Linked DNA regions of Zea mays: region 1 is linked to region 2. Evidence: chromatin contacts called from public Hi-C data. All regions are on one chromosome and are shown on one strand. Each heading gives the region's core, a stretch centred on a gene start, on an enhancer-like site or on the middle of the called end of the contact. The rest is flanking DNA. Distances are from core to core; before and after follow the strand shown. Region 1 holds the start of LOC109941420 (RING-H2 finger protein ATL3). Region 2 holds the start of LOC100194384.

What was found. A called contact is a pair of places that touch in the nucleus more often than the background predicts.
Region 1: a contact with region 2 is called in a Hi-C map of ear, with 3 times the contacts expected there. The contact joins the promoter of LOC109941420 here to the promoter of LOC100194384 in region 2. A contact is called at or near these places in 2 of 25 Hi-C or Micro-C datasets (ear and tassel).

What each region holds. Positions count from the first base shown.
Region 1 is chr8:88,306,084-88,310,149 of Zm-B73-REFERENCE-NAM-5.0, forward strand. It overlaps LOC109941420 (RING-H2 finger protein ATL3), which reads left to right and starts at 1,255. Exons shown (of 1, transcript XM_020542357.2): 1 at 1,255-2,311. The coding sequence starts at 1,394. The coding sequence ends at 1,996.
Region 2 is chr8:87,775,974-87,780,273 of Zm-B73-REFERENCE-NAM-5.0, forward strand. LOC100194384 reads right to left here and starts at 1,902. Exons shown (of 2, transcript NM_001139416.1): 1 at 1,499-1,902; 2 at 623-1,341. The coding sequence starts at 1,618. The coding sequence ends at 874.

The DNA of each region.
Region 1 (4,066 bases), core at 5-2,504, 530 kb after region 2:
TAATCAATTTACTCTTGATTTGTTATAATACGTGTGGAAGAAAATTATAATATAGACATAAATGAGATAGATGTGAAGTCGTAGAGGAGGTTATGTGTGAGAGAAATGTTACGAGTTCAAATCTCACTGGCCACGAAATAAGTGAATTTAGTTAAAAATGGTGTAAATGATAGAGTGATTGGTTCGGCAATGGGGCAGGTTTCAGGGGTTATTCCCCTAATTAAAAAATTGTTGTTTTAGGATTTTTGCGATTCTTAATTTACCGAGTGCCTGAAAAACACTCAGCAAAGAGCTCTTTGCTCATAAAATTTTTGCCGACTGTAAAAAGTTTTTTGCCAAGTGTCTGAAACACTAGGCAAAAAAGACGAGTCCGGTAATGCGAGGACCTAGACATCTCGGTCCTGAGCTCCGTCTTCCTCGACCCCCCTGCCTCAACGACTACGAACGTACTTAGGTGTTGTTTGGTTCACGAATGATAACGTAAATGGTAACGATAATGATTTACGACGGTAATACGTTTGAATAAGCCAGTATTCGTTTTTAGTGTGGTATTTAATTACGTTGGACTTAAACAAACATGATTTAACGTTATTAGTTACCTATTACGTTACAATTACGTGAACCAAACATCACCTTAGTTTACAAGCGGACGTGCTTGCAAATGTTGATTTTTGCAAATAGTTCTAAGTGCTCTAGTTGTAAAAATTATATTGTAATTTTTACAAACACAGATGATAGCGGACTCGTCCTCCGTTTAAGGGTGGTAATAGATCATGATTCAAATGTTTCTTCGCAAAATAGTATTATCCTAAATAAGTTTTAGTTTAAAGATAAATAGAAATAGATTTGATTCTAATCTAATTTGATCCTTAAATTTTATAGTGTAAAATTTAGAACCAATTGTCACACGTACCTCCGCTTGAATATATTTATTCAGGACGGCTTGTAAAAATATTTTCTATAGTAGTGCACGGTTCGCAGGTATACGACTATACGGTGGTAGGAAACTCAACCAAGTTGATGTGCCGAATAACGACAAATTGGAATTTCATTTTCTATTAAGGAATCAGATCTGCTAGTAAGAAAACATACAGAATGTAGCCAGCTCTGTCATGATTTACTGAGTTATTATAGTATGAAGCTACGGTGGGCATCATCATATCAATAACTAACGACGCAACAAGCTCCGAAAACCACCCGAGTCAAACCGCTTGGACATTAGCAAAGTCCACCAATTCACCATTATTCCAAGAGCTCGTGGAATGGGCAATATATTTTCTATAGTAGTGCACGGTTCGCAGGTATAGGGTTTGTGGTTTATGTACACCATTGGCAGCGAGCCCCCTGTGCTGTTTGGTTTGTCCAAAACCATCTCGTCGGCGCAGAAGCCAGCATGTCCACGCTCGGGAGCGGCAGTATTGGCTCAGTGCCCAGCGCGTCGGCGCCGGAGGTGGAAGGCCAATGGGCGCCGCACGGCGCGGTACTGACGGCCTGCGTCGTGGGCATCAACGTGCTCGTGGTCCTCTTCATCTTCGGTTTCTTTTGGCGGTTCTTCTCTGGGAAAGGGGGGCTGTCCGCGTCAGACCGCGCCGACGACGAAGGCGACGACTCGCTGCCCGTGGCCTCCGCGTGGGCGTCCCGCCACCGGCACGAGGACTTCGGTGGGCAGCAGACAACGCAGGTGGAAGACGTGGCGTCGTCCCTGCCCGTGTCCGTGTACACCAGCGCCGGCGCCGAGGAAGGAGGGAAGGCTCCCGAGTGTGCGATGTGCATCCTGGAGCTAAACGACGGCGACTCGGTCCGCGTCCTCCCGCGGTGTGGGCACCGGTTCCACGCCGACTGCGTGGGCTTGTGGCTGCGACTCCACATTACGTGCCCGCTGTGCCGCGGCAGAGTCGTGGGCTCGTGGCCCCCGCCGAGGTGGCCATCGCTGATAAGTGATAACTCCATGAACGCCAAGAACGACGACGACGTCGCCGCGGATTGCTCCGTGTGAGGCGGCGCTCCGACGCCCGACCGAGTCGAGGACAGGTCGCTCGCTTGATCTGAGAGTGCATGGTGAGCAAGAAAGTGGTGGACCACGTGCATGGCGGAAGGTGACAACTGAAAACCAGCTTTCAGCTAGGTCGCCGTCCATATCCATGTCGCTTAGCTCCAGGTGACCAGCTAGAAAAGATTGGTGAGGCGATCAATTCCTTCGTCATGTTCTTCGTATTGTGTGTGGTGTGTATGTATATTTCTGCATGGTTTTTAGTTTTTGGGATTAGAGATGTCGAGTGGTATGTATATCTTATTGAATGGAGTCTTTCTCCATTTGTAGTGTATGGACTTGACATGTGCATGATTAATTATTCGTTTTATCAACTCTGTTGGCGCCGACGGCGCCAAACACTGGGTTCTCTACGGCGGTGCGGACTAGCTAGGGCCAGACGCTAGAAAGTAGGAGCGGGGTTTCCTGCACTGCGTCACATGGTCCGCGTCGGGTGACCGGACGGTCCCAGCAATACCGGAATCGATGGCTTTGCCGAGTGTTTGAAGCACTCGGCAAAGCCTTAAAAACACTCGGCATAGTCTTTGCCGAGTGTCGCACTCGACAAAGATGGTTCGGCACACAGTGCATCGGCAAAGCCTTCTTTGCTAAGTACTTTTTCTCGAACACTCGGCAAAGAGGTTTGTCGAGTGCCAGGGGGCACTCGACAAAGAAAAGCAGCTGTTACGGTGACGGTGACGGAGACGGTGTCTTTGCCGAGTGTCCCAGGTGACACTCGGCAAAGGAGTTACCTTTGCCGAGTGTCTGTCGGACAGCACTCGGTAAAGAATACGCCAGTGGGGTCCCCATGTCAGGTACTTTGCCGAGTGCTTTGTATGGCACTCGGCAAAGCGTGATTCTTTGCCGAGTGTCAGAGCCACTACACTCGGCAAAGAACCTATACCGGTGCCCATGTCTTGGTTCTTTGCCGAGTGCTATGGTTCTGACACTCGGCAAAGGACCTCTTTGCCGAGTGTCACACTCGGCAAAGTGACCAGTACATACCTTTTTTATTTGTTTTTCCTATTCTATCCATAGAAACAAAAGATATTTCACAGATATCACATATATACATCACAGATCATCACAGACATATATAGCCAACACAAACAGTATTAACACAAATTCTGACATAAGTATTCAACATAACTTCAGAGGTTCTCAACACAAACAGTATTAACAGAACCTGAGGCGGTCTGCTGAGATTTGTCGTCGTCCTGCTACTGGTCGTCGTCGTCCTGCTGCGCCGCCTGCTGTGTGCCGTCCTGCTCTTCCTCGTCCGCCGTCCTGCTCCTCCTCCCCCTCCTCCTCAGCCAACCGCCCACCATATTTGTCCAAAAACCTGCAATTAAGAGTAAACAAATAAGCACATATAAAAAGGTATATTTAAAAACAGGTTCAAAATAAAAAGTCATATAGCATTACATCGATTAAAAATAATCTTCATATGTGTCGGGGTTAGCCGGATCATAACTCTCATCATCACTATCAACCATTTTATAGTCAACACCATCGGAAGACGCAAGTTTGTCATTAATGCCATTGCCTTCAAGGATTACTAGGTCATTATCATTTTGCACCTCATCATCCTCCTCATCAACAACCATTTCAATATCTACGTCCATTCTGATAGCTTCGGTTAAGTCTATCTCAAATCGCCCTTCTAGCCCATCTTCTTGGAAGAACTCTCCATCATATGTGTCCGGGTCTAAGTTATAATCTTCATCGTTAGGAACAGGTAACCTCCCGTGCGGCGATACCTTATACACAATATCCCAACCCTTAAGATGTTGTTTCGTTTGGCACGCATATGGGAGATAATACACTTGTGTGGCCAGTTGGGCCACGATATAGACATCGCCTCCTAGTAAGGTGGAATCTTATCGAATTTCGACTATCCCAAGATTAGAATGTGTCCGTCTAGTCACTTGAGGGTCAAACCAATGACATTTGAATATCACTGGAGTAAGAGGTTTGGAACCATAAAAATTGAGCTCATATATTTATTCGATTCGTCCAAAATAATCGACATCGTCA
Region 2 (4,300 bases), core at 652-3,151:
GTTCTCTCTAGATATTTGCAAAGGGTGCATTTTAAGGAAATCCTGGACTGTGTGGGCAGTATTTTAAGGAAATCCTGGACTTGTTGCCTCCCGATCACATTTAGTATGTGTGGACTATTAAAAGAGTGCCGCAGTATTTTAAGAGAACACAGATTACGTAGGTGCAAAGTGGGCTGCCCATATAAAGGCCCTTTTTCCAAAGCCCATACACATGTGCAAAGTGGGCTGTTTGAAGGGTGTGTTTTTTAAAAATTTTGAGTCTAGTTTTCTGTTTTTCAGTTTTTATTTAAGAGGGTTGTTGGAGTATATACATAATAATTTAGGACATATTTGGAAGCATCTAGATGCTAGTTTATAGAAATTGATGTGGTTCTAAACATATCATACCTTAGTTTATAAAAATTGGATTATCAGTTTCTTAAAAACTAAGAAGCTGACATCTTCTAGCTAAAAGATAAAAACTAATTTCTTAAAAACTGGGTTGCTTACAAACATGATCTTACTCTTAAAATTTTTAGTCTGCCCTCAATAATTTTTTTTGTTGGAAACTTCTTAGCATTGTTTTGAAGTTGCTCTAATACTAGAATCTATCGTCTCTTAATCTAAAGTTCAACGCAAAACTGAAGAAGTCAGAACTTCCATATAGGAGCCGGCAACCTTCTTGGAGCAACGAATTTGAAAGAAAAACGCAGCTGCTGCAACTACATCTGGAAAATACCCCACAGACGGGAGAAGAAAACCAGGAACAATTATAGAAGCAAGCAGTTGATATTTGACCGACTAGTCCAGGCGCTTGGACAGGGTTTAATTTACTGACGTCTTGTGGTCCAAGCTTCTGAAGAAGAAACCCGCGTCGGCCTGAGGTAGCTAGCTTCAGGTGACGAGGTAGATGGGCATCACCGGAGCGCCTCCAGTGCCAAGGCTAGTGGACCTGAGGCTGACGTAGGGAACCGCCACTGCCGCGGCGCCAAGCTCGGCGGCGGCCAGGCGGCCGGACCGCACGGCCGGTGCCCAGCACGTGCACGCGGACGCGCCGCCGCCGTCGTCCCCGCCAGCATCGCAGTCGGTGAGGTACATAGGCACGGTTGGCGACGCGGGCGACCCGTACTGGGGAGGTGGAGCTCCTGCGGCGGGTCTGGTTGATGAGGGGCGCTTCCTGAAGAGATGGAGCGCGGCAGAGGCGGCGGAGCTCCACCACCGGCGGCGCTGCTGCTGTTTCTGCTGGCGGTGGTGCTTCTTGGCGATGGGCTTCTGTAGCTTGAACCGCGCGGAGTCCAGGGGCTTCAACTGCGCAGGCTGCTGGTGGCGCTGGCGCCTGCCCCACGGTCGCTTCGCCTCAGGCTGAGGGGAACAGAGGAACCACACCGCACGTCAACAAGATGCAAGAACGTAACCAGCGTCCAGCATGCAGCAGGCATGATTGGATCTTTGTTCCTTTTGGAAGAGGTCGATGCAATCATGTAGAGCAGTAGTGTAGTGTTGAGAACTAGAGATGGACCTGGGAGGGGAAGTGGAGGAGCTGCGGGTCGAAGCCGTAGTCGCTGAAGTGGTCCGACTCGGGCTCGGAGGCGGGCGCGGGGAACGGAGCACTCACGGCCGCCGCTCGCTTCTTCCCCATCGCCGCAGGGCCTCTCAGTTACCGCCGGTATGCTCTGTGCAGTGCCGTGCCGAGCCAGCCAGCTTCGCAGGGAAAGAAACGGAGCCCAGGGAGGTAGAAACAAGGAACCACGCCACCAACTCTTGTGTCTGTCTGTCTCTGGGAGTCTGGGATTTATTTTATTTTTGTTTCTGTTTTGTGAAAGGAGTCTGGGATTCGGAAAAGAAGGCCATGGAAGCTGCGATCTCGTTGAGTCGTTGTAAGTATTGAAGCGCGGCGGATGTTTGGGGAGATGGGCAAGCAAGCTCGAAGAGTGTTGAATTGAGTGAGCTGAGCTGGTGGGCAAAGGAACCGACCGGCCCAGCAGCCAGCAAAGTGACCGTTGCAGCTGCAACTGCTCCCGCTCCCACTCCCAAGCGCGGTCCCTTGAGAGCCTTTAATGGCAGCGGCGCCCTCCTTTTTCAAGCCTTTCTCCATTGCTCGTGCCTCCGCTACTTGAAGAGACAGACTGTAAAAGGGAGGCCGGTCTGTCCGTCAATCCTTTTGACCAACCAACCGGCAAGGCGACAATGCGTACCAGCGCACTCTGCCCTCTGCTTCTTTTTTTTCCCCCGGCATTTCCGGTTTGGGTCTTGCCTCCTTGAGAAAATAGTTCCTTAAAAAGTTTTATAGTGTTATTTCAAAACTGTAATATCGTATGAAATAAAAAAATATTAAACTTCTGCAAGGTTTTATTCTATTTTTTATCAATAAATACGGTCTATTTGGTTTACAGGTTAACCATATCTAAATTCATCCGTTCTAGTATCCGAACCTAATTAGGTCGTTTGGTTTGTATCGTCGATTCAAAATGTTTTCCATAAATACATTCCTAGCACCACTTTGTACTAGGCTATTAGTACAATGACAGTAGATTGCAACGGCACAAAGGTCATATTTTATGGTATAGTACAACACAGTATGACATGTGAGGGCTTAGATGCAAGCATCCTATCCACAAAAGAAAAAAAAATTAAAGCGGTGTCGTGGCTAGAGATGGCAATGGTACCCGCGATCCGATACCCGATGGGTATTTACTCCATTAGGGTATGTATGTGGGCTAAATATTCTACCTGTAGGTCTGTTATTGGGCAAAAATCTTCACCCAATGGGTAAACGGGTATTAGAACGTTCCGCCTTCACCCATACCCGTTAACCCGTGGGTATAAAATACCCAATATAAACTTTGCCCAAGCATGAACTTGGATTTTAGTCATCCAACTTTTTATTATTTAACAACAATTTAATGACCATGTAATGGAACATGTAATGTGCTATGTAGTACTATCATAGTGTTATTACTTTATCTAATTATCTTTGGTGTGTTGAATGGATGATTAAATGATGCTAGAAAATTTTGTAGCGGTATTTATATAGATATACTTGAAATTTGTATAGTATAATATTTTGATAGTAGTTTAATTTTTGTGGGTACGGGTGACCCAATGGATGACCCATACCCACATGAGTATGGGTATGGGGGTAAATCCATACCCGCCAGTGTATATGGGTGACCCGGTGGGATTATTTTTGCGTCGTGGGTATGAGTATGAGGTAGTAATACCCGGTGGGTATTTACCCATTGCCATCTCTAGTCGTGGCCGAAGGTATCTGAGTCACTAATTTCGTCAAAAAATAACAAGTTTTACGTAAAAGCGTCTGTTGTTCACTTGTTCTCAAATGCTGTGAATCAAGAACAAGGCAACATAATTGTTAATTATAACAGACCTTCATCTTCTGAAGTATTATCTCCACATGGGTATAATATTCATCAGACGAAGGTCAAGAAGGACATACTTCATCATTTAATATATGAATATGAACGCAAAAGGATGTAGACAATAACTGTATCTTGTTGATTCATTTATATTTGCATTCCACAAAACATATATGAGTATTAACAGAATTCATATTACATTGATACCTTCGGCTTGCTCGAAGGTGAAGACAAGAGAGAGTGATTATAATCCAGCGCGAACAGTATGGTGCTACTGTTCATCTATTTATAGGTACGAGACATAACCCGGGTAAAAGTACATTTATGTCCCTGACATCTATTTATAATCATAACATGAATCATTAAGGACTAAATAGTCTTTTTCCCTTTCGGTCAACATCATATTTGGTCTTCGTCACCATATTAAGCCGAAGCTCTTCGGCTATAGCTTCGGCGACCATTCTTATCACCTTCGAGTTACATCTTCACATCGTATGTCTTTGCCATGAGAGAAGACCTTTATGCCGAAGCCGAAGCCCCTGTAATAATCCATATACTGAAAACATATGGTTAGTCATGTTTTTGAGGACCTTCGGAAGAGGAAGGCTCGCAACAATAGCCCCTCACAGTTTTGATATATTTCTTTGTAACAAATTTAGACTGCAACGTGAACGAAGACCTTTAGCCGAAGGTCCGAAAAAAACATCTTCCTTTCGCTTGAATAGCGAATCATTCTGAATTGTGGGACTCACCAAACTGTGGGGCTCTGAGTATATATATATAGAAGCCTGTGTCGTGAGTATTTTTCGTGCTATCTAGCTGATTGTGCTGTGTTTGTCATTTTAACTTTGCTTTCTCGAGCTCGATTGACTTTTGAGCTTCGGCATCTACGCAACCATCGTCTGAATGGCTGAGGAAAAGAAGATCATATACCCTGGACTGGATGG